Linked DNA regions of Mus musculus: all the other regions are linked to region 1. Evidence: chromatin contacts called from public HiChIP or PLAC-seq, Micro-C and promoter capture Hi-C data. All regions are on one chromosome and are shown on one strand. The core of a region is the stretch at or near the end of the contact, and the rest is flanking DNA. Distances in the headings are between cores, read along the strand shown. Region 1 holds the start of Ctdspl (CTD (carboxy-terminal domain, RNA polymerase II, polypeptide A) small phosphatase-like). Region 2 overlaps Acvr2b (activin receptor IIB). Region 3 holds the start of Acvr2b (activin receptor IIB). Region 4 holds the start of Eomes (eomesodermin). Region 5 holds the start of Golga4 (golgi autoantigen, golgin subfamily a, 4). Region 6 overlaps Oxsr1 (oxidative-stress responsive 1). Region 7 holds the start of Itga9 (integrin alpha 9).

Region 1 (3,762 bases), core at 760-3,259:
TTTCAGGAAGCTTAGAAAGGTAGAGGGTGCGGGGGGGGGGGGGGGAGGCAAGAATTGTTACTGGAGAGTCCCAGGGCATCGCAGCGACTGAAAAAGCAGAGCAGGAGAGTCAGTGTCTGAAAACCGTTCCCGTGGTAGCCCTTTTCCCACAGGAACAGTCCTTGGAAGTACTCCCACCCCCTTCTCTTAGGCAAAGGAATCCAGAGTTTAAACACGTGACCAGGTGAGTCTGGCTATGCCAGGCATATCCTCAGAACGTGTGACAGGCATTAGACAAGTTGAGACAAGGTGAAGCTCCGGTGCCACTGGACTTTAATGAGTCTGGACCTTAGAGAGAGAGGCCATGCCCTGGCTGGCGGGTGGGCTACTTGGTACAGCTTGCGTTCCTAATCAAACGGACACTTCGAGCTTCGTGGTTTGGTTGCCCCTGGATATTCTGGGGATCCCTAAGGTGCTTCGGGAAGAGCAGATATTCCTGGGTGAGTGCACCCTAAGGGCAGCTGGGACGCCTTCTCCACGTACAGCAGTACCAGGATGCCACTTGAGGTCTTGGGTTTGGGAACAAAATGTTAACTTCTTGCCTAATTCTCGTAAACAGCAGCTCCTCTGCAGACATGCCTCCCTCCTGTTTCGGGGCGGGGGGGGGGGGCAGTCTCCAACAGTGAGGCTCCATAGATTTCACCCGTCTGCGGGCTCGCGTCTACCAGAGGCGCTTCTGGAAGTTTCTTTCCAACTTTGTAGACGCTCATCGGTGAACACGCGGCTTGAATGGTGCCAGCGCCGGGATCGCACCGGCGTGGAAAAGTAAGGAAGTCCCAGCAGGCCTCCCCTCTTGAAAGCCACCCGGGGAGAGGCGGGTAGGGGAGTAGGGGGCAAGTGCGCGCGCAAACTGGCGAATGGGCGGAGTTAGATTGTCTTCTCCAGCCCGTCTGTCAGTCACGAGCTTCAGCTCCGCCCACACAGCGGTAATTGGTGAGGAGCGCGCGCGAGCGCCCGCGGCCCGCCCCCTTCAGCACTGCCCCCGCCCACCGGTTGACAGGGCTGCAAGTGGGGCCTGCAAGTTGGAGCAAGAAGGTGCGTGCGGGTGCCGAAATGCTCAGACCCTCCGAAGCTGATGGGCACCTGCTCACACCCAGCTTTGGCTGTCACCCCAGACCTGACAGCAGCCCGATGCTCATGTACTCGAGTCCTGGCCCAGCTCTGCTCCTACAGGCCCCTTTCCACTCCATCAGCCACCTACAGCCTCTTTTCTGTCTTTAAGTGGCTGAACCCCTCGCCGAGGTGCCCACAGTCTCATGTGCCAAGAGGTCTAGCCTCGAGGACGCACTGTTCTGCACACCGACTCTCGCCCGGGCTGCTTATGCGGACTACACAGTGTGAGCCCGGTCTGCAGACTCTCCGCGCACCTCTCATCGCCTCCTCACCCCCAGGCCCAGCATCCCCTATGGCTCACCTCACAGCCTAGCTCTACATTACCCCAACTCTATGCCCGAACCCCGATGCAGCCTCGCTCCCTGCTCCCCTGCGGAACCCTCCATTCCCAGTTTGAGCGTCAGGACGTCCCTCACCCGGAACCCACTACCGACTGCAATCTTCTCCCACGGTACCTGGACTCGGGGTGAATAAACCTCCCCGGGCCTCAGCCGGCGATCCCGCTGCACCCCGGGCTTCCGCCGAGCACTCCCCGCGCTTCCATTCCGCGCCGCGCGGCCCACACCTCGATCGCTGAGCTTGCTCTATCTCCCAGGCTCCGCCGCACCCTCCCACCTACCCCGAGGCCCTCTGTGCCCCGCACGCGCGCGCCACCGCCCCAGACCACACCCCGCACGCTGTGCCCCCCGACTCGGCCCCGCACCCCTCTCCCCGGCGGGCGGCGGACGGCGGGCGGGCGGGCAGCGCCGGCGGCGGTGGAGGCCAGTCCTCGGGCCGGGACACACCCACCCGCCCGCCCTCCTCGCTTTCCTCCTTCCCTCCCCCTCGCGCTCCCTCTCTCCCGCCCTCCCGCCCTAGCTCCGCGCTCGCTCCTTCTCTCCGTCGCCTGCTCGCGCTTCCCGCGGCGCCGGGCCTCCCGCTCCGCCTCCCCGAGCGCGGCTCTCCCGGGCGCGGCTCCGGGGTTCATGCTGACGAGGCGGCGGCCGCTTCAGCCCAGCGGCGGCGGCGACGGCGGGAGCTGGGGCGCGGGCCCCGGCCGCCTCTCTCGGAGCGCGGGGCCGGGCGGCGGCGAGCGCCCCACCGCGCCGCGCCCCTGCGCGCCCCCTACGCCGCGCCCCCGCGCGCCCCCCGCGCCTAGCCTGCGGGGGGCCGGGCCTGCGGGCGGCCGGCGCGGCGCGCACCCATGGACGGTCCGGCCATCATCACCCAGGTGACCAACCCCAAGGAGGATGAGGCCCGGTCGCCCGTCGCGGGCGAAAAAGGTGAGGAGGGGCACGGGCAGCTGCCGCGGGGGGCGTGAGTGCACCCGGCGTCGCCGGAGTTCTCGGTGTGCGCCCGCACGGGCGTGGGGGAGGGGTGTACCGGGCCAGGAGGGTGCGTGGGTGTGGGGTGCGCCTGGAGCAGAGGGAGGCTGGGAGGGTGCCTGTGCCAGCTGAGCTCGTGTGAGTGTGCATGAGCGGCTGAGAAGTTGGGATCGGATGTGTGCACTGCACAGAGCTGTTTTAAGTGTGCATGCAGTGCGTGAGACAGGTTGTGTGCACACCTATGTGTACGCGCAGGCCAACTGAGAGATTATAAGGGCGTGAATGCTTTTAGCAGATTGTGTGTGTTCCTGACAGGCTGTGAGTTTGTGGACTTAATGTGGAGGTCTGTATGCCTCTGACTGAGAGGTGGTGATCGGTGTGCAGAGCCTGAGCGTGTGGACCTTGTGTGTGTGTGTGTTCACTCCTGATGGAGTTGTGTGAGAGAGAGAGAGTGTATGAATGTATGCCTACGCTATCCTACTGTCAGAATGTACTGTGTCTCTTTGCTGTTTGGGTGTATGTGCATATCTGGCTTTGACCAAGATCCTGTGTACACAAGTGCACACATGCTTGTGCCTGTTTGTGCATAACACAGAGAGGCCATGTCTTGAAAATATTTAGTTGGTTGTGCAAGTGGAGGAGAGAGGCGAGGAGCAGCGCCGTCCCCACAACACCACACACACATACACACAAGCACATATGCACACTTCCTTTTTAGCTTGTCTCCCAGCCACCAACCAGCCTGTCAGGAACTCCACCGCCTGGCATCTCCGGCCTCTTGTGGGTGGGGGGAGCTCTACGCAGCACTTGGCAAACGCTTAGTGGCTTAGTGCGTTAGAGCTGTCCCCTTTGGGGTAGTTGGTCAGGGGCTAACCAGGCAATGCCATGCTGCCTGCATCTGGTTTGTTTGGGGTCTATTCCAGCCCCGTCCCTTCCCCTGTTTACTTTTTGCTCTTTCTTGGTATGTTGACCCCTCAGAGAACTGACGTCTTCACACAAGTGCCCGGAGTCACTGTGTCCTGCTGGTTGGACAGACTGTTTTGAAGAGCCAACCAGTCTGGTTTGGTTTGCTCTGGCAACTGACTCTTGCTTCACAGTCCCTCTACCATGTGTAGCACACACATATAAGCCCCCCTCCACTCCCAAAGGACCTGCTTGTCCCCTCCAGCCCTGGGCTGGCCACAGCAGACACTGGAAGAGTCACGTTTCTTTCCATTGGCCTCCACCCTCTGTGTTTGTGCACCCTCTGGGGATTGAGGTAGAATGAGGATGGGAGGAGCGGTCCACTACCACTGCCTGCCCTGGA
Region 2 (3,762 bases), core at 707-3,206, 500 kb after region 1:
CTGCCCCTGCTGATCGATCCATCGGTGTTGCTGGTCACCTCACATTTCTGCCCTCAGATTCCTTCCTCCCCACAGATGATGAGCCAAAATAACTCCCGAGAAAGGGAGCTAATATACCTAGTCCCAAGATCCCATTATAGCCGCAAAAAAGCAGCCTTGGCTGTATAAACCACAAATAATGTTTTAGAGATGTATACAGACAGCAAAAATATTGAATACTGAGTATAATCTGTTCACAGTTTATTCCCATGCGGATTTCATATTAATGAAAGTCGAAAGGTGATGGAATTAATCTAGACGCTTCAGGGAGAGGTGGTGGAAAGGCAGATTAATGCAGATGTAGAGTCTCAGGTACACTTCAGATTAGCTAATGCTGGGACAGAAGGGAACCTGAGCTTCCAGGTCACAGGTGGTAATCCCTGTTGCTCAGTGGTTAGCTTGCATGAAGTGCTGTGTTTGATCAGCCGACAGAACTGCAGGAAAGAAAAGAAAACAAGGAACAAATGGAGATTGGAATAGAGTTTAACCATGAATGTGTTAGGACTCCGGTTTTAAGGAAGCATTAGATTGAATTGTAGAAAGCTCAAGTGGGCAGAAAGCTTTGAAATGAAAGTAGGAAGGAAAAGATAAATTGGGAAAACGCCACAAGAAATGTTCTAGGTAAGTTAGCACCAGCTAGACATACTCACCTTCTCCACAGACAGGGTTTCTCTGTGTAGCCCTGGCTGTCCTGGAACTCAAACTCAGAAATCTGCCTGCCTCTGCCTCCCAAGTGCGGGAGTGTCAGGACTAAAGGCGTGCACCACCACCACCTGGCCTTTTGATAGCATGAACAAAAAATGGTTACTGCACAGCGATACCCATGAGCATAGACTTCCCTCAGCATAAGGAGAAGGTACCTGGCCAGGAAGTGGGAAGGCTGGCCAGTGTTCCCAGGGGAGCTCGGCTGAGGGTGTGCCTCGGTGGGCTGCTCTCGGAAACTGGGTCGATTGTTTTGGAGAAGGATTTGGAAGAATGTACTGAATCAAAGCTGCTTAGGCTCAGCATTCCCAGGACGGGAGGAAACGCTCACCAAGAAGCTTCATGCGTGATGGCTTTGCTCACATGACAGCTGTACATAACCCGAGGGTCCAGCCGGTGAACCAGGTGAGGTCACACTGGGCAGTCCCTGGGCTCCGAAACATGGAACTTCAGGATGTGGCCTGCAAAGAGCCTTAACCTCTGCTTCACTTAGTTCTGTCATCTTAGGGGTTCACTCGGGGTTCTCCATCATACAGTGCCTGGGGTGTGACAAGTGGGTGTTAGTCTAGGTGACACATAAATACAGATGAGGCCAAAAAGTAGAATTAAAGTGGTTTGGTTCTCTGGAGTAAGGATTTAAAAGAAACTTGTTTTATGGTGTTGGTATTTTGCATGAATGTGCATGCACACAGTGTGTGCATTGCCGCTGGAACTAGAGTTCCAGGTGGTTGTGAGCCACCACGTGGATGCTGGGAACCAAAGCCATTTGTTTTCAACCAAAGAATAAGTTCTTGTAACCACTAGCCCCACAGTGAAGGATTCTAAGATAAACTGTAGTTACTTGACGGGTTCTTTCCTCCCAGTCTGCCAATATGGGTTCATGCATATGTGCGGGGTGTGTGTGTGTGTGTGTGTGTGTGTGATGCTCCAGCCTTGCCCACCCTTTCTCTTCTGTAGGTTCCCCTTCTGTAGCCACCCTGGTTGTGGTCCTGGGGACTGATGGAAATGCAGCTGTGTAGGGTGGGGAGGCAGGGCCAGTTGGGGAGACTCCTGACCTGGCTGCTAGGCTGTGGGCGGGAGGCCTTCATCTATTAAAGGGCTCTGTGGCCTTGTGGTTGGAATTTTGCCATATGCTATAAATAGCCAGTGTGAGAGTGTGAAGAAATGGAGCCAGGGAGGAGAGAGGAAACGGGAGGCCCCCTGGGTCTCCAGCTGGCAGTGGCCAGGGTGTGGTGTGGGAAGGGTGTGGAATGTCACATGGGATGCAGAGCTGCAGGCAGGCTTGGTGTGGGGCCTGGACTGGAAGGATCGCTACAACCCTAGGAGGCAGGTGCTGTCAGTCACCTCTCAGAGAGTGGCTAGGTGACTTGCCCCAGGCGCACAGCTGTGAGGCATCAGCAGTCTGGCCAGCTCAAAGCTGCTCTGCAGGGTCGGCTCTGGGCAGGTCTGGGAGGTCGGTGGCTCCAGTGAGCTGTTGGGTCCTCTCTGAGGCTTCATGTTGCCTTCTCAGGCTTCTCCACTGGGATCCTATGGTTGTGCCAGAGGGGCTGGTGCCTGACACTGGCCTGGAGCTAGGCCAGGCTGAGGTCTACTCTGTTTGTTGTTGCCCTTGTGACTCCAGGGGCTGATTGTAGTCTGAATGGAGGTGGACACTCTCCTGAGTCATGGGTGTAGGTCAGAGGTGGAGCGGACAGTACACACAAAGTCCAGGTTCCATCCTCAGCATCTATAGCAGGGGTCTTGCTTCGTGTTGAAGCCATCCCTCCTTCTTGTCCCCTCTGCTCATAGTCTGTCCACGCCATCTGTTACATAGGAACCCGTTCTGTGCTCAGCAGCTCAGGGCCAGCCTTGCAGGCCTGTGGGGGAAGCTGGGCATCTGGGAAGCAATTGCAGAGGACACTTAGGAGTGTTTGCGCTCCACACATGCTTTCGCTTCCTCCCGCGGGAGAAGGAGCTGTGTCCTCCCTGGACGGGGTGCTTCACATAGCTCCACTACCCACTCCTGCCACAAGTAGCCAGGGCTTGTAGACACTCTAGGTGCCACCCTGGCTTCCGGCGCTGGCTCGGGCTTTGTTTCCGGCCTATACTCATCCCTTAGAGTCTCATCCACAACCTAAAGCCTTGTGCTTGAATAAGGTCCTGGTTGGGAGAAGCCGGTGCACACCCTGTCTGAGCCCCATTCTGGATACCGAGACCCTTCTGGGCCAGGCTGAGTTCTAGCCACCTGGCAGGTTGTCACCACAAGTGTCAGGGCCTAGGCCAACAGGACCTGGCATGGCTAGGGCTGAGGCTGGGTTCTGCCATTCTGACTGGGTAGCATTCTGACCTTCCGGGTCCTACCTGGAGCCCTAAGACTGGCGTCTTGCCCAGTTGGGGCCTCCCTGGGAGGAGCTTTTGCCTGCCGCCGTGAGATCTTGTGAGCATGTCTTGAGGGTTCCTCTTCCAGAACGGCCAGTCAGGATCCTCCTGTCTGCAATGGGCCCTGGGGAACCAAGCAGTGTTAGCAGTTGGCACCCTGCCAACCTCGGGTCAGGTGGGAGCCCCCTCCCTGATGCCCCTCTGGCCTCAGGTGGGTTATTGGAGTAGGCTGGGTGCCAGTGGATTGAGGTGCAGCAAGGCTAAGTCAGCGCTCTTTCCCGTTAGGGTGTCTGCATAAGGTTGTCAACGAGGTAATAAATGCCACACGCCCTCCGGATGTCCCACGAGGGAACAGGATACCTTTGGGATTTGTGTATTATTTCCCGTCCTATATCTAAAAGGTTCATGGGGTCATAGTGGGGCAAAAAAGGGGCACGCGCAGGGGTAGGGGTGGAGTAAGTGGGCAAAGGTGTGATGAGTGTTTGGTGTGTTCAACCATCTGCAATCGTAGCTTAGCCCTCCTGTCTGAGAAAAGTGACCCTTGGTGACCCTGGGAGCTTACCCTTTTCCTGTAAGCGTAGCTGTTCTTCAGTACCTGGTGAACACAGGTGAGAAAGAGCGCAGGAAGGTCCCAGGAAGGTCCCGCTTCCAGGTTGGTGTGGG
Region 3 (3,762 bases), core at 516-3,015, 480 kb after region 1:
GATCAGGAGAGGAAGTCAATGTTCTTGAGGTTGGAATTACAGACACTTGTGAATCGTCCAGTCTGGGTCCTGGGAACCAACCAAATCCAGGTTCTCTGCAAAAAGAGCAAGTGCTTTTTACCGCTGAGCCATCCAACCCCAGAGTCCCATCTTTTAAAAAGTCACCTCAGTTACCATTTAGAAAGGGTGCTAGTACCATAGAGATGGCTCACAAGTACTGGGACCTGATGCCAATCCTTAGGATTTGAGTTTGATTCCCAGCTCCTACAGAGTGGAAAGACAGAACCAACTGCAAGTTGTCATCCAACCTCAATGTGTTCATGCTCTCTCTCTTCTGTCTCTGTCTGTCTGCTTCTCTCCTTAACACACACACACACACACACACACACACACACACACACATGCATGCACACATACACATACAAACACACATATAAATAAGTAAAATATAATAAAAATCTTAAAAGAAATAGAAGATACACTTAGCAACGTGAATGGACCCTAGTGACATCTAAGGAGCCCCTCAGCCCTCTGCTGTTAAAGCTGCCCAGATGTGAGATGGAGGGTGCTGGTGGCACGGGGCATATGGAAACATATGACTGTATGTTGGATGCACATAGATACAGGCAAGAGAGCACACACACAATCAATCAATAAACGAACGAAAAATAGGAAGAGTCACAGATGGACTGCGAGCTCGAGGCCACCTGAGGATTACATAAGGAGAGGAAAAAGACCACATTTAAGAGCAAAGGTTGTCAGACAAGGTGCAGACTTCTTGGGAAGCTGAGGATCCCTACCTCAACACCAAAGCCGTAGCAGAAAGAAACTCTACCCAAGTCTGGAGGACTTCAACACCGTCATTTTCATAAGGGAAGTCCGAGGCTCGAGCAAATGAAATGACCCAGGCTGGGGGGGGGGGGCGGCGGGGGGGAGCGTCCTTCCTCCTATGACCCACTGCTCTTGGTGAGGCAGGAGGTAACTATCCGAGGATTCCATAGCATTTTTTTCCCCTGAGTAGTGACTGGCTTTTCCAGTGTAGCTGGGAGGCCGATTGCTCTCACACTCTGATTGTGTAACATCTGAAATGGAGGGATCTGGTGTGTGTGCGTGTGTGAAAGGAACAGAGGCATGTTCTGAACAGATCTTTAGAGGTGGGAGGAGTGCTGAAGGTAAGATGAAGGATGCTGGATTGCTGAGGATCCTTCAGAAAGCAGGTCGCCAACAGTTCTTTCCCACCTGCAGCTGCTCTGTGGGTCCTCCTCTGCTTGGAGATAACTGTGCGTGCGTTGTGAGGAACTGCTGTCAATTCAGACTTCAGCGTTTTCCTGCCAATTAATTAGCCCATAAATGGGAGCTGGAGGGCAGAGGTCCTAGGTTATGGGGACCAGGAGCTACCCACTCACTCAGGGGTCCCAGAGGAGCGTGCATCCCGTAGCGTGGGCTCCATAGCACGGGGCAGGAAAGCACCAGCCAAGTTGTGGGCAGTCCAATCCCACCAGCTCGGAGAGCGCGCCCCGCCTAGCCCTAGAGTCTGGTGCTGCAGGCGCGCTGTCTCCAGAGGGCGCGGGCTGGGGGGCGGAGCCTCGGTGTTGTTGTTCCTCTCCGGCCCCGCCCCCAAGGGGGGCGCGGACCACGCGGCCGGAGGGCCCGCCTCCCCTCCCCCTCCCCGCCCAGCTCGCCCGCCTCTTTGTATCCAACATCCGGGTTTCCCCGCTGGCTCGGCTCCGTGGCCACCGCTCAGGAGCCATTTTGGACTCGGTTCAGGTCCCCTCCCCCACCCCTCCCCCGTTCATGGCCCCTCCGGACTCGGCCCCTGCGCCCGGGGCCCGGGCCCAGCCCCGTTGCGCCATGCCCGCGTCGGGCGCGCCCTGGCCCGCGCCCCGCCGCCGCCCCCCGGCTCCCGCGTCGCCCCATAGCCCGGGCCGCACTGCGCGCCGCCCGCAGCGGCCCTGAGCCCCTATCTCCGCATACTGCCTGGGAACCGAAGCGCAGAAGCGCGCGCTCCTGGAAGCGAGACCCAGAGAAGGAGCGGGAAGCAGAGCGCAGCCGCCGCCGGGCCCTGCGCGCCCCGGGAGCGCAGCGCGGCCCTGCCCGCGGGCTCCGGGTGTCCGCGGGGCGGCGCCGCGGAACATGACGGCGCCCTGGGCGGCCCTCGCCCTTCTCTGGGGATCGCTGTGCGCCGGTAAGGACCGGGCGCGTCGTGGGGGTGCAGGGACCTGGGGCGCGCGGTGTTTACCAACAAAGGGCGGCCCCGCGGCCTCGGCGCCGCGCCACCTGCCTGGGATCGGGGTCGCGCGGGGCGCTCTGGTGCTTGCGATCTTAGAGGCGAGCTCGCCCGTGCGGTTCCTCTGCGCGATTCTGGCTCGCAGAGGTTCTAGGTGATGGGGGAACCTGGAGCGTCAGGGTCGGGGTTCAGGTTCCGCGGGTGTGCGGACCCCAGGGATAGAGCGGGGAAAACCTAAGCGTGGGGAAGGCGGCCAAGCGGGGTGGGCATCTAATTGGGGGCGGCTGGGTTGGGGCTGCTCGCCCCTGAGAGTCATAGGTGTCGCAAAGCGAAGCGGACGGCTTTCCATAGCCCGCCCGGAGTCCTCTGCATCCCGTCCCGCCACTCCGCGTCGCGATCCTCATGCGAGTGGCTCCTACCTGCGCCCGCTTTTCTTGCAGCGGGCCGCAGATGCGCCCTCGTGGGACCGCTTTTGTTTTGGGCAACTGGGAGTGGAGAAGGGTTGAAGAGGCGAACCAACAGGTCTCAGATCGCTTCGGCCGGCACGTGGCGGGCGTGAGTGACCCGCGGTCAGCTCGCAGCCGCCTGCGGGCTGTGGATAGCTGGTGCGCGTCTGCTTGGGACTAGAAGGTGTGGGTGTGTACGCACGAAGTTGTGTTGGGAAAGCGCTTTCTCCCCCAAAGCCTAGGCACTGATTTCTGTGTCCCGATGGTGCTGAAGCGTGCTCAACTTTGTAGGAGCTCCGGGGCGGGCTTAGGGCAGTTCCAGGAAACGTGGACAGTCGGGCATTAAGACTCCAGAGAAAAGATCGTGGAGATTAGGACGGCTGGTGCCCGGTGGCTGGGGCTCTGGGTCCTGCGCGTCTTTGTTCCCAACCCCCATTACACATGCAGCTCGGGTCCCCTGCGGCCCGAGGTGGCAGCAGCGCGGAGTCTGGGAAACCCGCGAGGGGCGGGGCCCGGAGTGTAGGGAAGGGCTGGGATCCCCCTTGCAGCTGCGGGGGTGGGTATCCCAGATGGTCATTGCACCCCCTCACAGGGATCCTCACTTTCAATCTTTTCTATTACAAGGTAGTGAGGGTTAGCTGTTAATTCCGACCCCGAGAGTTTTTGCACGAGCCTGGGTGCGGTGGAGCATGAGTGTACGAACCAGAGGGCAGAGATAACTTCTTTGCTACCCGAGCCCACTGTTGGGAAGCGGTTTCAGTGCTGTCCTGGAGTGGTAGAGGCAACGCGGTGCTCAGGGTGAACATTTTGTTTCTTTCTGCCACTCCCCGAAGTGTTGCTCCAGAGATTTTTCACCCCAAGAATGAGAGCCTGGAAGTGATGGAAAACAGTGGTCTGCTCCGGGGAGGGCGGCAGCAGGCTGACCCCAAGTTATAGGACCAACCTCTAGTCGGCTCTTGACTTACTGGATTTCTGCACCTGGACATGTATGTGCCTTGCCTCTTTTAAGTTTAGGTTTGTTGAAAGCATTGTCTCAGGACCGTTCGCCTCAGACTAGAAGTCTGTATGTACATCACTGCTCCTGTTTGT
Region 4 (3,762 bases), core at 821-3,320, 450 kb before region 1:
TACTGAGGTGGGGTTCCAGGAATCCGTTCAAATTCTAGTTACACAGATTGAATTACACCGAGTTAATAATTTGATGGCACTAGAAACGAACCTATGCGCCTTCCTTCATGAGCTTGCTCTAGGGGTAGGATAGAATGAACCCGATTCTGATGTGGTTAGGGAGACAGCTGGTCTGAGTTACTTGCGCCAGAGTGGGTCTGAACGGTGCCCGTTGCCTGTGTGGCACTGTGCCACGCCAGCGTTTCCCCGGTCTCTTCAAAGTATTTTGAAGGGACCTTACTTCTGGCTGTGTTATAATACAAAACTGACATATAACTTCAGTCACCCCATCTGCAGATAACGTGAGATTCAGTCTCACACCTACATCTCCCTCAGACATCCTGCAGCTCAGGGCCAGGCTAACGAAGACTCCAGGTTGAGTCCCCAGCGCAGTGAGGCCCTTTTCTTGGAACTCGCATCCCCCTTGTGGAATCCTCACGTTCAATATCTCGCACCCTTTGAGGGGAATAAAAATTAATCCCAAAGGCTTCGCTGCATCAAAACAAAACAAAAACATGCGGGACGGAGCCCGAGACCAAATCGGAGCTGGGATCTCTGGACTGATCGCGCAGGATGTCAGCCCGAGTTCTCTGAGCCAAAATTGACAAGGTTGTTGTTCCAAAACACTTGAAAAGCTTTGCGAGCGCCCAAGACCCACTACGCTATTCTATCAAAACCCCACACAGCATCCAAGTCCATGAAGGATCGCTCCACTCCCTAACACGGGCGTGCCCACGTTCGTGATTCGCGGGGTTTGGACCCAGGTTGGAAAGCTTCGCGCGGATCTGCTGCTGGCGTCTGAGCGCTTAGCAGATCCCGCGGCCACCTCATCTGTTCTCGGCAAAAGTTTCCCGTGTGATCGCATTGGGTTGGGGGAAGCAGAGTCCCTACATCTCGACCGGAAAATGCGCTCCTGGAGCGACTACTGCAGGCGTCCGTAATTGCTTATTAGAGGAGAATGTACAGGCTTCTCATCGTCAACGAAACGTGTTCCCCCTTCTGTAATAATAAAACAATAAAATATGACGGCCCCGTCCTTGACTGTTTGCGGAAACGCAGGGGGGAAAAACAGGCAGCTGGAGCAAAGGAGCTTAATTCAATATCAAACTGATTATTTCACTAATTATTCTGCCTTCTGTATTGTGCCGCAGAGAGGCGCAGGGAATCTTAACTGCACAGCTGCTAGGGAACCTTTGTGTCTTAGTGTCAGTCCCCACCAAAGATGTTGGCGAAAGCGGGGGCTGGGGGAGGTAGGAAACATCCAGTGTTTAGAAAAAACCGAGCAGAGGGAATTCTGAGTAATGAAAGTGACGGCCTCGGGGAAGCCGGTGTTTTAGCGCGGTTGTAATACTGAGTGTTTGGTTCGTCCGGTCAGGCTCATGTTGGGTCTTCAGAAGCCCACTTCAGAAGCTAGAAGCTGGAGTCTCTGATTCAGACGCGGAATCCTTTTGCCATCTCTGGAATCCCAAAAACTGAACGCGAGGTTTCTCTCCACCAAGTCTTTACGCTAAAAGATGGGACAGGACAAAAAGCGGTTCCTGTGTGCTGAAGGCCAGGAAGTCAGAAGGAGGGTGTGCGCAGAGACTTCGGGTCGCTCTCCAGCCCTCCCCTAGATTTGCACCCCCGGGGACCTGAGCCTTCCTGCGAGCAGGGAGCTTGTAAAGACGCCTTCACGGGCCTCTGGGACCTGCCAAACTAGACCCGAACTCAGGAATGATTCCTATGCCGTGGGTAGACCATGTTCGCAGACTTCAAACCCGTTTCTCCGGCGCCATAGAGCCACCGGGTACACCAGGATTGATTCTCAGTGGGATATAGTTCTCCCAAAGACGCTTAAAGAAACACCAAACCAGCAATAACAGCCAAATAAGCTAAGAGAAAATGAAACTCGCAGGCGACCCGATCCAATTAATAAATACTTAATTGAATTAGTGTCACCTCTAACAGCCAATAGCAAAGTCCCCTAGCCATGGGGCTGCGAAGCCCCTCCCTGGCCGCACATATATAAGCAGCCAACCACCGCTCACAAGTTTCCAAGCGGTCAAGTATGCCTAGAGTTTAGCAGAGCCAGCCGAGAGGAAATGGCTGGTTGCTAAATGGGAACTCAGAGCTAAGTCCTCTTCTTCCTTAGTGTGAGTGTAGGGGTCCTGAGAGGTTAGACAAGGAGGGAAGGAAGAAAAGAAGGAAGGAAGGAAGGAAGGAAGGAAGGAAGGAAGGAAGGAAGGAAGGAAGGAAGGAGAGAGACACCTACAACCCGGGGTTTGTTTTCTTGCGGAAGGAAAGGGGCACCTACAATCCCGAGTTTGTTCCCTTGAGGGAAGGACGCTAAATTGGGCGCGCGCTGAAGCCGCCCCGCAGGTCCGCAGGTGGGTAGCCTAGGCGAGGGAGGAAGGGGACATTACCTTCCCCTCGGAAGAGGGCGCTGGCTCCCCCAACTGGCCTTTATAACCAGGCCGCGGGAGGCGAGGAGGCAGCCGGTTGCCGTCTGCGATTCGCTAAAGCATGCAGTTGGGAGAGCAGCTCCTGGTGAGCTCGGTGAACCTGCCCGGCGCGCACTTCTACTCGCTGGAGAGTGCTCGCGGAGGAGGAGGAGGAGGAGGCGGAGGAGGAGGGGGAGGCGGAGGGAGCGTCAGCCTCCTCCCCGGTGCTGCCCCCTCGCCCCAGAGGCTGGACTTAGACAAAGCGTCCAAGAAGTTTCCGGGCAGTCTCCCGTGCCAGGCGGGGAGCGCAGAACCCGCAGGCGCCGGCGCGGGGGCCCCCGCGGCCATGCTCAGTGACGCGGACGCTGGGGACACCTTCGGGAGCACCTCGGCGGTGGCCAAGCCCGGGCCCCCGGACGGCCGCAAGGGCTCCCCGTGCGCGGAGGAGGAGCTGCCCTCCGCCGCCACCGCCGCGGCCACCGCGCGCTACTCCATGGACAGCCTGAGCTCCGAGCGCTACTACCTCCCGTCGCCGGGACCGCAGGGCTCCGAGCTCGCCGCGCCCTGCTCGCTCTTCCAGTACCCGGCGGCGGCCGGAGCAGCCCACGGACCCGTGTACCCCGCGTCCAATGGCGCGCGCTACCCCTACGGCTCCATGCTGCCCCCCGGTGGATTCCCCGCCGCCGTGTGCCCGCCCGCGAGGGCGCAGTTCGGCCCCGCTGCGGGTTCGGGGAGCGGCGCTGGTAGCAGCGGCGGTGGTGCCGGCGGTCCTGGCGCCTATCCCTACGGCCAGGGTTCTCCGCTCTACGGGCCATACGCCGGAACCTCAGCGGCCGGGTCTTGTGGAGGATTGGGGGGCCTAGGGGTGCCTGGCTCCGGCTTCCGCGCCCACGTCTACCTGTGCAACCGGCCCCTATGGCTCAAATTCCACCGGCACCAAACTGAGATGATCATCACCAAACAGGGCAGGTGAGTGCAGGGTGGAGGGACCCCAGGCGCCTGGTTGTCCGCACACTGCGGGCTCTGCTTAGGGTGTTTAAGTGGTACATCATATCTCCAAAGTCGTGTCCCTTACTTCCTAAGGCACACCTGTAGCTTGGGCTCCGAGCCCACGTTACTCTCCTCTCTAGTCACCTTCACCGGGATTGACTGGGAGGAGGAGGAGGCGGAGATGGAAATTTGGGAATGAACCCTTGAGGGCAGATCTACGTGACCCGCTGGCTCCTGGGTTTGCAGCAGGCGATTTGTGGGCTGCATAGCGAAAGAGGGCTAGCTGGAGCTGGCTGCGGCCTGCGCACAAGTG
Region 5 (3,762 bases), core at 520-3,019, 420 kb before region 1:
TTGTTGTTCTTGTTTTTTTGTTTGCTTGTTTGCTTGTTTGTTTGACACGGTTTCTCTGTCTTAGCTTTGGCTGTCCTGGAATTCACTCTGTAGACCAGGCTGGCCTCAAACTTAAGAAATCCAAGTGCCTCTGCTTCCTTAGTGTTGGGATTAAAGTTGTGCACCACCACCACCGCCATCTGGTTAAAATGTAAGCTCTCATAACCTTTCCTGTAAGCAATTCTGTGGAGGCATTGTCTTGTTTAATGATTGATAGTGTGAGGGTCCAGCTTAATGTGGGTGGTTCTACCCCAGGTAGGTGGTGTTGGGTTGTATAAGAAAGCAAGCTGAGCGATCCACTGGGAACAGGACAGCAAGCACCACTCCCCCTTTGGCTCTGCTTCAGTTCTTGTCTCCAGCTTTCTGACTTGAATTCTTGCAGGCAAACTAAGACAAGGTAGTATATATGCCCAGAGACAGGACTCCTTCACTTAGGTTTTTGACTACGAATCTCCTCCTCTGGCATGTGACTGGCATTGGAAGTCTTGTGGGACTGAGGCCTAAACCTGTGGATCTGGTTTTCTCTGTCTCTCTGTCTCTCTCTCTGTCTCTGTCTGTCTCTGTCTGTCTCTGTCTGTCTCTGTCTGTCTCTGTCTCTGTCTCTGTCTCTGTCTCTCTCTCTCTCTCTCTGAGTCAGGGTGTCCCTATGTAACATAGGCCCATCTGGCCTGGAACTCGGAGATCACCTGGCCTCAGCCTCCCAGGTGCTGGGATTAAAGGTGTACACCCCCATGCACCAGTTCTTAATGTTCTGTTCAAAGAATCAGAACTGAATGGATGCCATCCAGGTAGTAGCTTGTGCAGAACCCAGAGTTTCGAGGTCATATGGGTCTTTGTGAGCAGAGGTTTCAGAAATATTCTATGTTGTGCAAGTGTAGGGGGTTCTCAGCAGATGGAAAAGTCTAGGTAGGGGAAGACAGCTCCTTTGGAGTGCAGCCACAGATATTAAGCACTAAAGGCAGATAATTCTGACTAGGCAGAAAATTGTGCACCTGTAGGCCTCAGCTATTCTGGAGGCAGGAAAATCACTTTAGTTAACAAATTCAAGGCCAGTCTGCCTAATTCAGCCAGACTATTTATGTTTGAGACAGGATCTCACTGTAGCTCAGACTGGCCTTAAATTCATATAGGCAAGAATGACCTTGAACTTCTCGTCCTACTGCTTCTACCTCTGGATGCTGGGATTACAGGTATACACCATCACACCCAGTTTATGCGATGCTGAGGCTAGAGCCAATCCTTCCTGCATATGCTAGGTAAACAAACGTTCTACACCCTCAGCCCCAGATTTTCTCTTTAAACCAACCAACCAACCAACCAATGAACCAATGAACCAACGAACCAACTAGCTGGCCAACCAGCGAACCAACTAGTCATCTATACCATCCAACCCACTATCCAAAAACCTTTCGAGAGAATTCTAAACGATCGTGCCACACGACACTGAATACACTTCTGCATTCCTAGCTCTATCCTCTCTCACCCCAGCCTTCTTCACTGTGGTGCTCAGTGGTGGGATGCTCCCTATTTGACAGCACAGCTCCAAGACTCCCGCTAGAGTCAGCGCAGACGCCACTGTGCACGCGCGTTCACCCGCACCGCCTCCATATTGTCCGCCGCGGCGCTCCGTAGCAAGCCCCTGGCAAGCTCCACGTCGACCGCGCAGGCGCCCGGGGCGCGTTCACCTGCTGCCGTTGTCGCCGCCGCCGCCGCCGCTGACGGGGCTGGATGGGGGGCCGAGGCCAGCCAGGGGCACCCAGAAAGAAGAGACGCGGCGGCGGCGACGCCGACACCCGCACGACGAGCGCCCCGAGGTGCCCGCCAGCTCCACAGGAAGGCGGCGAGGCCCGGGCCCGGCCGCCCCGCGGGTAGAGACGCTGCCGGCCCCTCGCCGCGCCATGTTCAAGAAGCTGAAGCAGAAGATCAGCGAGGAGCAGCAGCAGCTGCAGCAGGCGTTAGCCCCTGCTCAGGTACGTCGTCCCCCTGCGCCGAGGCCCGGGAAGCGGGCGAAAGTTCCCCATGACCTTTGACCTCCGCCCCAGGAACACCCCCCCCCCCCAAACCGTAGCCCTGGAAGGTTTGGGACCACCCAGCCGGTGTAGGAACCCTGGCCTGGTTTCTCCCAAAACTCCGTCCCTGTGCAGGGTGACGGGACCGGTCGGGACATTTGACTTCGGAGTTTCCCCTCTAAGGACCGACCCGGTCTGACAGATGGGTGCGATGGGTTCGGGTCCTGCGTGGGGAGCTTCTCTCGCCCGTCAGAGACCCTGACTCTAGAGTGGTGACGGGGGCGGGGCAACCCAGATCCTTTGTGATATGTGACCTCTGCCCTCTGCCCCATATATGACCAATGTCCTCTGGGTTCCCTGGACATCGCACCCGGAATGACCAGGTCCCTGTAAGTCTCCTGCTTCCAAACCCTGATCGAGGCAGAGAGTCGAGCCTGCCCGGGCCAGGCTGCTCGCAGGAGCCGAGGGCGGCGGTCCAGCGACCAAGCCTGTCACGAGTTAGTCACTTCGTGTAACTTGGGTGATGGCGGACAGGGCTCAGGGGCAGACACTGAACGGGACGGGCACCGAGCCTGTCAGCAACCGGGCTCTTGCATCTTTTCTGGAAGGTCGTTGCTTTTTAAGGGAGTATGGTTTCGGGCTGGGAAAAGGGGGCGTGTTCGTGTTAGAAACAAACTACCCCTCTCCAGCACTCAGGGTGTGAAGGACGGGAGGGGAGGGTTTCTGCTGAATCTCTCCCCAGTCTCCCTGAATATCAGTAGATTGAACACGAACGTCTTTTCTTTTATGGTTAGAAACCTGGAAAGCCCATGGCTCAAGAAAGGTCGTAGTTTGGCTAAGTGGGAAGCAGTTTGGGTGTTTAAATATAACGACCCAGCATTCTGTTTCTAGAAACATAGTCTGAGAAGATTTAGGATGCAAAAACATTTAGTTACACGATTTCTTTTTTCTTGTGTGCGCGCGTGGGCAGGTGGCAGCCAGAAGACAACCATGGTGTCGTCATTCCTCATCCCTCGGGCTTTATTCTTTTTATTTTACTATTTAAAAAAGATTTCTGGATTTCTTTATGTGAGTGTCTTGTCTGTCTGTATGTCTGTACACTGTGTGAGGCCAGAAGATAGTGTTGGATCCCAGGGAACTTGTCATGCATGGTTGAACCATTATGTGGGTTGGTCCTCTGCAAGAGCAACAATTGCTCTTAACCTCTGAGCCATTTCTCCAGCACACCCCCTGGCCTGGAACTCACCAAATAGGCTGGGCTCAATGGCCAGCAGGCCGAGGGAATCCACCTTTCTGCCTCCTGAGCACTGGGGTACAAGAGTGTGCCACCACAGCTGTCTTTTTTAACCTGGATTCTGAGATGGAAACTCAGGCAAGCATTTTACCATCTGAACTGTCTTGCTAGCCCTGGCGCTGTTTTAATGGTAGCACTCTGGGGCCAGTAAAGAATTGGCTGGATACATTCTTACCAGGGGGCTGATTATTATACAGCGCTAAAAAGAAACAACGTTGATTTGGATCTCTGCTCCACATTTATTTAGTAGTTAGTATAGATTACTTAGACCTCATAAACCTATGAGGTAAATATTATTCCTCCTATAGATGAAAATGTGATGAGACCCAAAGGCAACTGCTACATAGAATCAGAGCTGCAGGCAAATATTGTCTACATAGACTGAGAGATGCTACAAGAGACAAATTAAGTGCAGCATAT
Region 6 (3,762 bases), core at 798-3,297, 350 kb after region 1:
AAAAAAGAAAAAACAAACAAACAAACCACTGTCTTAAAAAAAATTTTAAAGCTAGAAAGTTAGTTTTGTTATAGATGTTGAGAAACTGAAATCCTTATGAATTGCAGATACAAATGAAAATACAATGATTATATGACATAGGACAATATTTCTTTATAAAAAGGTTAATGTAAAATCATCATATGATCCACCAATTCTAAGAAGATATACCCAGAAGAAAATAAGCCAGGCATGGTAACACATGGCTACAGTCCTAGCACAGAAGATGGGGGAGTCAGAAGTTCAAGCTAGCCTGGGCTATACACAGTAAGAGAGAAGTAAAAGGGGAGAAGGGAGAGAGGGGAGAAGGAAGGGGGAAGAAGAAAGGACAGAAACAGGAGCTGAGACAGTTATGCACAATTTATAACAACATTTTTCAACATAGACAAAAAGATATACAATTTGACAATTCACTGATATATCAATGTGTAAAAAATGTGATGTATGTGAATCTGTGGGTTGTATTTTTAGGTATACACTATCTCTTATAGCCACAAAACTTACACTTAAGAATGGTTAACACTGGTATATTTTCCATTACAACACAACAAAAAAAGAAATAAAATTGCTGTGAGTTAGTTAAAGAGTGGGTACGGGACACGAGCAGCAGAGCTCTGCTCACTGGACACACAGCTAGACAAAGGTCCTCATGTTCAGCACACCTTCCCATATCATAACTTCATAATTCCTCATTGCTTTTTAGGTAACAGAGTTGTATTACTTTTCATCATGTGGTATGCTGGTGTGAAAACCAACCACAATTTCTGTCTACCGTCTACCTGTAAACGGCATCAGGAATGTCTGAACTCCGGACTGAGATGGCTGGCGCCCACGTGAGGATGACTTTCTCCAGTCTACACAGTAGAAGCCATAGCTCTGCATGTGCACATCCTCAACTTCAATGAAGCCACCAGAGACTCAGACTTGCTTCTACCACCAGCTAAGATGCTGTGCTCTTGCTCTGCACCGTCAATTGGTTCTGTTGGGTGTTGTGGTGAAGGCAGTCACTTGGCATTTAGTAAGTGCTTTATGTTCAGTGCCTTACACGCCTTTGCTCTGCATCTCTCCCATTGATAGTACATGTATGTGTGTACATGGAAGGGCGCTCACCTGTGCATGTTTGTGATACTGGTTGTAGTCCTCAATCACTATGTTCATTTGTGTGTGTGTGTGTGTGTGTGTGTGTGTGTGTGTGTGTGTGTCCATCTCATTTTTGAGAGACAGCCTCTCACTACGCCTTGAGCTTGTGGTTTGGGATAGACTAGCTAGCTGGTGAGCCCCTGAAAGCCTCTGCTTTCTCCTCCAGTCAGGGTCAGACACATGCCATTGAACGTATATTAATGCTGGAATTACCCTACTCTGCGTCTTGTCTTTAGTGAAAAAGTGTCTCTTTTGACAAAAAGAGAGTTAATGGTAAAGGAATCAACTTTATGTTGGATAAAATTATTACCTTACTTCAGGATTTAAAGGTACTCGCCTAAATTTTCTTTTAAAAACTGAATATATTATCCTGATTCACTTGATTATGGTAGCAGTCTGAGAGCAAACAGAAGGAGACTGTTCAGTCAAAACAGCCATCTGTGGGAAGACATGACTTCCAGTCTCCCCTAAGCTCTAAGACTACCAGAACTGTGGGAAGACATGACGTCCAGTCTTCCCTAAGCTCTAAGACTATCAGAACTGTGGGAAGACATGACTTCCAGTCTCCCCCTAAGCTCTAAGACTACCAGAACTGTGCTCCCTAAAAGGCAGAGACTCCATGGCACCCTTGGGTTATCCCTTCCTAGTGCTGTGACTTTAAAAAGCCACTCAAGGGGACAGGAGTTTTCCTGACTCATGATTCTAGGTTATACAGCTCACTCATATTTAAGAGTCAAGGTGACAGGAACCTGAAAGAGCTGCTCACACTGTGTTTCCAGCCAAGACCAGCAAGCCACCGATGTATGTGTTCACGCTGGTACTCAGCTGACTCTCCTTTCATTCACAGCACAGCAGCTAGCACATAAAATGGTGACACCCACATTCATGGTGAGTCAGCCCAGTTCAATTAACCTAATTCAGAATACCCCACACACGCCCATAGTGTTAGCATTGTGTCTAAGCTCCACCCCACAGTTAACTGGGAACAGCCAGGTAGGCCTGACCCACTGTAAAAGGGGCTGCTCGCCCCTCCTTGCTGTGCTGCTCTCTTGCTCTCTCTTGCTCTTGTTCTTCCCTTACCCTCTCTCTCCCCATGCTCATGACCTGCTGCTTCTCCTCTTCTCCTCCCCTCCCGCCCCACATCTCTCTCTGCCTCTACTACTCTCCCCACCCCTGAATAAACTCTACTCTATATTATACCATTGTGTGGCTGGTCCCTCGGGGGGAAGGGATGCCTCAGGACAGCCAGCGAAGGCACCCCTCCCCCACATCTGACCACACCTCCATAGAACCATAGAAGGTATGCCCCTTCTCTTTATCTTTTTATAAACACATCACATAGGCCAGCCTGATCTGCTCTCTCCTCCAGTCAGGGTCAGACACATGCCGTTGCACGTATATTAATGCTGGAATTACCCTACTCTGCATCTTGTCTTCAGTGAAAAAGTGTCTCTTTTGACAAAAGCCTGATCTGCTTATGGAGACTTCTGTCCCAGGCTCTAGAGTGAGTAAGTTGACAATTAAAACCAGCCATCACTTTGTATCACCTCTCATCTGAGGTGATAACTGTTTCTCCTTTAAATAAGCACGGGCTGCTCTGAGACAGAACCCTATCAGAAGATCCTACACCTAATGAAGATGAGGAGTGGGAAAATAATAGGGAGCAATGAGTGATGCCCAGTGAAATACCTAGGTGAGATAGAGGCCATCTTTAGAGGGTGCTTACATAGAAAGATGTCCTAAGAACAGGATCATCAGATACTAAGAAAACATAAAAAACAAATAAGGTGGTTCTGCTGGCTATTATATCAAAATAAAACGAAGTACTGTGAACTGGGATGGGGGCTCAGTGGGTAAGATCCTTTCTACACAAGCATGAGGATCTAGGTCCGAATCCCCAGCACCCACACAGATGTTAGGCAGGCATGGGAGCTACACGTAATGAATGCTCAATGCTCAGGATGCTCTGAAGCAAAGGTGAAAGCATATGCATGCATCATGTGACATACACACAAACACACACTCACATTCCCGTGCACACACACATGCACGCACACAGAGTCACACAGGTGGACGCACACACAGTCGGGTACACACACTCACACAAACCAGAAAAACACGGCGGCCCTGTTCATCATTACCTGCAATCTGCACAGAGCCGTCTTCTCCTAGAAGAATGTTTCCAGCTTTCACATCTCTTCAAAGAAAAAAACACCATCAAACATTTGTTCTTTAGAATGGCAAAATTTAAGCAACTGTTTATTTACAATACATTTGCAGTATTTAAATACTGTTTTATATTAAAGAGTATTAAACCAATACTTTTTTTTAAATTTTAGCCATTTATATTATAATCCAAACATAAAATTATAAGAAGGAACATAACATTTAGACAATCTAGGAAAGTAAAGCTCACTAAATACTGACTGGGATGCCAGCTACTGACCAAAGAAAGCAACTCATCTCACCCCAATCCTTACTGCTGAAACACACAAACGGTGAGTCATTCTCTTCCCAGTTCCTCAACTCTCAGTTGTTTGTTTGGAAGTTTTGCTATATAGCTCACGCTGGTCTCTATCCCAT
Region 7 (3,762 bases), core at 658-3,157, 320 kb before region 1:
TGAGGGCTCCGACTGTGAGTGACACCAGTTCCTGAGCAGGTGACCTATGCCATATATAAAGCTAGCCGTGCATGGCGGGGGGGGGGGGTGAGGAGCAAGCCAGCGTGAAGAGCATAGTTCTTTCATGATTTCTCCCTCAGCTCTGGCATGGCTTCCTGCCCCATCTCTCTCCCGTGAGACTAACCTGTGAGCTGGGATACTTCCTTTCCTGCCCCGTCTCTCTCCCGTGAGACTAACCTGTAATGGCTTCCTGCCCCGTCTCTCTCCTGTGAGACTAACCTGTGAGCTGGGATACTTCCTTTCCTGCCCCAAGTTGCTCTGGATCAGAGTGTTGCTTTACAGCCCAGGAAGTAAACTAAGACAGGTGGATATAGCACTTATGCTGTGTAGTTTTGTATCAACATGGCACAAACTAAGGTCATTTGAGAGGAGGGAGCATTGCTTGTGAAAATGCTTCCCTCCACAAGATCTTAATTGGTGATTGATGAGGGAGGGCCCAGCCCAGTGTGGGTTGTGCCATTCCTAACTGTGATAGTCCTGGGTTCTACAAGAAAGCAGGCTGAGCAAACCATGGGGAACAAGCCAGTAAGCAGCACCCCTCCATGGCCCCTGCACCAGCTCCTGCCTCCAGATTCCTGCCCTGTTTTGAGTTCCTGTCCTGACTCCCTTCCATGATGAACAGTACAAGCTGAATCAACCCCTTCCTCTGAAACTTGCTTTTGGACATGGTGTTTCATTGCAGCAATACTGACCACAAGTAAGACAGCAGTAGTGCATCCGAGCTATGCAAATTACCTGACTGCAGTGGTTTAAGACAGCAACATTGATCATCTAACAATGCTGGACAGGTCATGGGTCTCGCTGGCCTGCGTTCCTGGAAGGGGTAGAGGAGAAGACATTTCTCTGTCCCCAGTTTTTGAAGCTGCCTGGCTTCTTTACCTCATGGACCCTTCCCTCCAGCTCCCAAGCTAGCGGTGATCTGGCTTCCTTTGTCACAGCCCTTCTGATGACAGCTGGAAGAGGCTCTTCACCTGTAAAGATCCCCGTGTTTAGACTGCTGGCGAGTGGATAACTCTGGAATGTGCACCCCCCCCCCACCCCACCTTGCCTACCCTAGGCTTTGACTGTTGTTGTAAGGATAAGCCTGATTAGAAAGAAAAAGATAAAGGCGTCGTGTGTGTTTAGTATGAATGAGACTTTGGAAGTGGAGAGGGTGGGAAGGGATGGGGAGGGGGTTGTGATTTTACCAGAGTAAAGAGTTAGTTCAACAATAACATTAAACTTGGAATAGTCAACTTCATAGAGTCAGGGATAAATGAAACTTGCCGGGGGCTGGACTGGGCTGGGCGTGCTTGTTAAATTTATGTATAATTTAATTTGCAAGATGAGCTATTGATGATCACATAACCAAAATGAGGTTATGACGTAAACTTTATGCAACGTATACTTCACCATAATCTCCCACATACAGGGGAGCACACCTGGCTGTATTGTATGTCTGCCAAGTTGGAAAGCGCTGGCCAGGTCAGGGAGTATGGAAGAACGCTCTGCTCTCTTCCACATGACTAATTCTTACAGCAACTGACTGGCGGTCTTGAGCGGTTGCCTCTGAAGAAGAGCTTCCAGATGGGCAGGGCCAGAATATTTACCCATCCTTGGCTCGGGTAGCTTTGGGTCTTTGTGTGTGAGAGAGAGACTTTCAGTGTAAGACAAAAGGAGAGAGACCCAGCCAGCTTGGACACAGCAGAGCCTAGGACATTGAGAGGATGCAGTTCACCGAGGTCCAGAACCTGGACCCGGGGGTGCGCCTGAGACCGCGTCCAGCAGGGGGCGCTGCGGACCCGTCCCGCCCGGGCCGCCCGGGCCGCCCACCCCGCGGGCGCGCCTCTCCGCAGTCCAGTGCCGCCCGGGCCCGGGACCCGCTCCTTCCGAGAGCGCAGACCTCTCGGCGGGCATCGAGAGGACGCGGGGCGCTGGCGGCCGTCCCTGGCCTTGCTCCGGCTCTCGCTGTAGCCCATCGCCGCGTCCCGGGCTTAGACTCGGAGCGTACGGCTCCCGCCCCGGGCAGCGGCGTGTCCCGGGAGCCCCGATCGCGGGGCAGGGCGCAGGGCGGCGGCCGGCTGGGGATGGGCGGCCCGGCTGCGGCGCGGACCGGCGCCGGAGGGCTCCGCGCGCTGCTGCTGGCGCTGGTGGCCGCGGGGGTCCCGGCCGGCGCCTACAACCTGGACGCGCAGCGCCCGGTACGCTTCCAGGGCCCCTCAGGCTCCTTCTTCGGCTACGCGGTGCTGGAGCACTTCCACGACAACACGCGCTGGTAAGTGTCTCCCGCGGATCCTCGACCCTGGCGTGGGCACCCCGTGGTCCCCCAAGTTGGCCGCCGCCTTTCCGGCCTCTTCCACTCCACCTCCCGCGGGGCCGATTTAAATGTCCGGGCGGCCACGCTGACATCCTGGCCTGCTCTCCGAGGCCCGGGGCGTCCCTGGGGTCCCTGTCCTCCCTGGGCAGTCAGACGCAGCTTCGCTCTCGCCAAAGCAAAGTTACTTGGCTGTCTGCCTTCCAGGGGCCACCGCGGGCTGGCCATCTGCCCCAGATCCCCGGGGGGCCCCTAGGAGGCCAGGCTGCTCTTGGGGACCACTTCATGTAACTCTAGGGCAGCAGCATGCAGGAAGCAGAGAAACAAGGGGTGTGGTGGGAGTGGGTCCTGGTGGCTTAGGAATCTCCAGAAGAGGTACCCAGGGGCCCCACAAAGTTCTGAGAGGATCTGGGATGCAGAGAGGACCCCCAAGGAGCAGACTGTGTGGCTGGTGGGCAGCCTGGAGCTCTCCCACGTGTCTAGAGACAAGATTTAGGAAGCTGAAGTTTTTAATCAAGGGGTACAGTTTTGAACCAGCGAGATGGGTGGGCCTGCAGAAAAGAATAAGTCTCTCCCTCATTAAGCATCAATAGTGAAGTTAACTGACCCCACAGCAGGAGCGCTTAGAGAAGGCGGATAGACCACTTCCTTGGAATGAACGAGCCACACCATGCACCACGCCCACCTATTCAAGGCAGCTAGAGTTCAGTAGCTCCCCAGCCTCATTTTAGATGATGTTACTGTGGACCCAGGAGATGGCTGGTTCACGTTGAGGGTGCTATCCCGTGAGCGAGCATCTTTAGAAGCAGCAGGCCGGGAGATGGAGACTGGCAGTGTGTGTGCTTGGACATGTAACTTACTGGGAGTCTCTGCTCGGAATTGGACAGGGGCCGAGGCAATCGGGGGCTTGTGGATGCGGGTCTTTCAGAACCCTGGAGAAAGAGAACTTTGTGACTGGCTTTATTAACACTTTCGTGTATTTAGGAGAGCGGCCTCCAAGAGAACCAGCTTTCAAAGTCCTTGTGTGTAGCTCTCCTCTGCATCCCTTCCTGACATTGATTCTAGTCACAGTTACCAGCCAAGGCTGCTTCCTGCAGTTGCCAAACCCTTCCTTTTCAGACAGCAGGGCAGAACACTTTCCTATGTTCCAAAGGCTCCAGGTCTGCCATGGGCTCTGGGCTTGGTACAGATAGATTATGGCTGAATAGAAAGAGTTTGTAGAGCTGGGTGTGGTGGCGCACGCCTTTAATCCCAACACTTGGGAGGCAGAGGCAGGTGGATTTCTGAGTTCGAAGCCAGCCTGGTCTACAGAGTGAGTTCCAGGACAGCCAGGCTACACAGAGAAACCCTGTCTCAAAAAACCAAAAAAAAAAAAAAAAAAAAAAAAAAAAAAGAGTTTGTAGAATACA

What was found. Promoter capture Hi-C pulls out the DNA fragments that hold promoters and counts their contacts. A called contact is a pair of places that touch in the nucleus more often than the background predicts. HiChIP or PLAC-seq counts read pairs in DNA pulled down with a chosen protein or histone mark.
Region 2: an HNF4G HiChIP or PLAC-seq map of pancreatic cancer cells shows a contact between it and region 1. The contact joins the enhancer-like site here to the promoter of Ctdspl in region 1. A contact is called at or near these places in 3 of 39 promoter capture datasets (hippocampal neurons, pre-B cells and stem cell-derived epiblast-like cells), 1 of 15 datasets of contacts at CTCF or cohesin (embryonic stem cells), 13 of 484 Hi-C or Micro-C datasets (B cells, the G1E-ER4 cell line, cardiomyocytes and 6 more), 5 of 115 datasets of contacts at active chromatin or transcription factors (craniofacial prominence, embryonic stem cells, forebrain and 2 more) and 1 of 9 other capture datasets (embryonic stem cells).
Region 3: an H3K4me3 HiChIP or PLAC-seq map of embryonic stem cells shows a contact between it and region 1, with 9 times the contacts expected there. The contact joins the promoter of Acvr2b here to the promoter of Ctdspl in region 1. A contact is called at or near these places in 3 of 39 promoter capture datasets (embryonic stem cells, hippocampal neurons and neural stem cells), 11 of 484 Hi-C or Micro-C datasets (Sertoli cells, cerebral cortex, cortical neurons and 5 more), 9 of 115 datasets of contacts at active chromatin or transcription factors (craniofacial prominence, embryonic stem cells, forebrain and 3 more) and 1 of 9 other capture datasets (embryonic stem cells).
Region 4: a contact with region 1 is called in a promoter capture Hi-C map of embryonic stem cells, with 15 read pairs. The contact joins the promoter of Eomes here to the promoter of Ctdspl in region 1. A contact is called at or near these places in 2 of 39 promoter capture datasets (both in embryonic stem cells), 2 of 484 Hi-C or Micro-C datasets (embryonic stem cells and pro-B cells), 1 of 115 datasets of contacts at active chromatin or transcription factors (embryonic stem cells) and 1 of 9 other capture datasets (embryonic stem cells).
Region 5: an HNF4G HiChIP or PLAC-seq map of pancreatic cancer cells shows a contact between it and region 1. The contact joins the promoter of Golga4 here to the promoter of Ctdspl in region 1. A contact is called at or near these places in 2 of 39 promoter capture datasets (cranial neural crest and hippocampal neurons), 3 of 484 Hi-C or Micro-C datasets (CD4 T cells and embryonic stem cells), 3 of 115 datasets of contacts at active chromatin or transcription factors (embryonic stem cells, pancreatic cancer cells and stem cell-derived neural progenitor cells) and 2 of 9 other capture datasets (adipose tissue and embryonic stem cells).
Region 6: a contact with region 1 is called in a Micro-C map of embryonic stem cells, with 1.8 times the contacts expected there. The contact joins the enhancer-like site here to the promoter of Ctdspl in region 1. A contact is called at or near these places in 3 of 39 promoter capture datasets (the HPC-7 cell line, cranial neural crest and hippocampal neurons), 1 of 15 datasets of contacts at CTCF or cohesin (pro-B cells), 15 of 484 Hi-C or Micro-C datasets (adipose-derived mesenchymal stem cells, cerebellar granule neurons, cerebral cortex and 7 more) and 1 of 115 datasets of contacts at active chromatin or transcription factors (bone marrow-derived dendritic cells).
Region 7: a contact with region 1 is called in a promoter capture Hi-C map of neural stem cells. The contact joins the promoter of Itga9 here to the promoter of Ctdspl in region 1. A contact is called at or near these places in 16 of 39 promoter capture datasets (the 3T3-L1 cell line, the HPC-7 cell line, HPC-7-derived erythroid cells and 10 more), 26 of 484 Hi-C or Micro-C datasets (the 63-12 cell line, B cells, the C2C12 cell line and 16 more), 22 of 115 datasets of contacts at active chromatin or transcription factors (VIP interneurons, acute myeloid leukemia, bone marrow-derived macrophages and 14 more) and 3 of 9 other capture datasets (adipose tissue, liver and macrophages).

What each region holds. Positions count from the first base shown.
Region 1 is chr9:118,924,527-118,928,288 of GRCm38.p6, forward strand. It overlaps Ctdspl (CTD (carboxy-terminal domain, RNA polymerase II, polypeptide A) small phosphatase-like), which reads left to right and starts at 2,010. Exons shown (of 8, transcript NM_133710.3): 1 at 2,010-2,414. The coding sequence starts at 2,336.
Region 2 is chr9:119,423,510-119,427,271 of GRCm38.p6, forward strand. All of the region lies in intron 1 of Acvr2b (activin receptor IIB), which reads left to right. Among named protein-coding and RNA genes, the nearest start is that of Exog, 20 kb to the right of the region's middle. Within about 2 kb of position 1,957, at least 102 of the 459 cell types and tissues checked have an H3K27ac peak or open chromatin away from gene starts, as enhancers often do. A contact at or near this core is called in cerebellum, palatal mesenchyme, pancreatic cancer cells and 1 more, where this site is marked.
Region 3 is chr9:119,400,413-119,404,174 of GRCm38.p6, forward strand. Acvr2b (activin receptor IIB) reads left to right here and starts at 1,766. Exons shown (of 11, transcript NM_001313757.1): 1 at 1,766-2,185. The coding sequence starts at 2,134.
Region 4 is chr9:118,476,119-118,479,880 of GRCm38.p6, forward strand. It overlaps Eomes (eomesodermin), which reads left to right and starts at 2,071. Exons shown (of 6, transcript NM_010136.3): 1 at 2,071-3,428. The coding sequence starts at 2,542. It overlaps Gm33408 (a long non-coding RNA gene), which reads right to left and starts at 2,530. Exons shown (of 5, transcript XR_871338.1): 1 at 2,442-2,530.
Region 5 is chr9:118,504,549-118,508,310 of GRCm38.p6, forward strand. Golga4 (golgi autoantigen, golgin subfamily a, 4) reads left to right here and starts at 1,770. Exons shown (of 24, transcript NM_018748.3): 1 at 1,770-2,009. The coding sequence starts at 1,938.
Region 6 is chr9:119,269,609-119,273,370 of GRCm38.p6, forward strand. Oxsr1 (oxidative-stress responsive 1) reads right to left here. Exons shown (of 18, transcript NM_133985.2): 5 at 3,321-3,376. Among named protein-coding and RNA genes, the nearest start is that of Oxsr1, 51 kb to the right of the region's middle. Within about 2 kb of position 2,048, at least 25 of the 459 cell types and tissues checked have an H3K27ac peak or open chromatin away from gene starts, as enhancers often do. A contact at or near this core is called in embryonic stem cells, where this site is marked.
Region 7 is chr9:118,604,802-118,608,563 of GRCm38.p6, forward strand. Itga9 (integrin alpha 9) reads left to right here and starts at 1,908. Exons shown (of 28, transcript NM_133721.2): 1 at 1,908-2,314. The coding sequence starts at 2,127.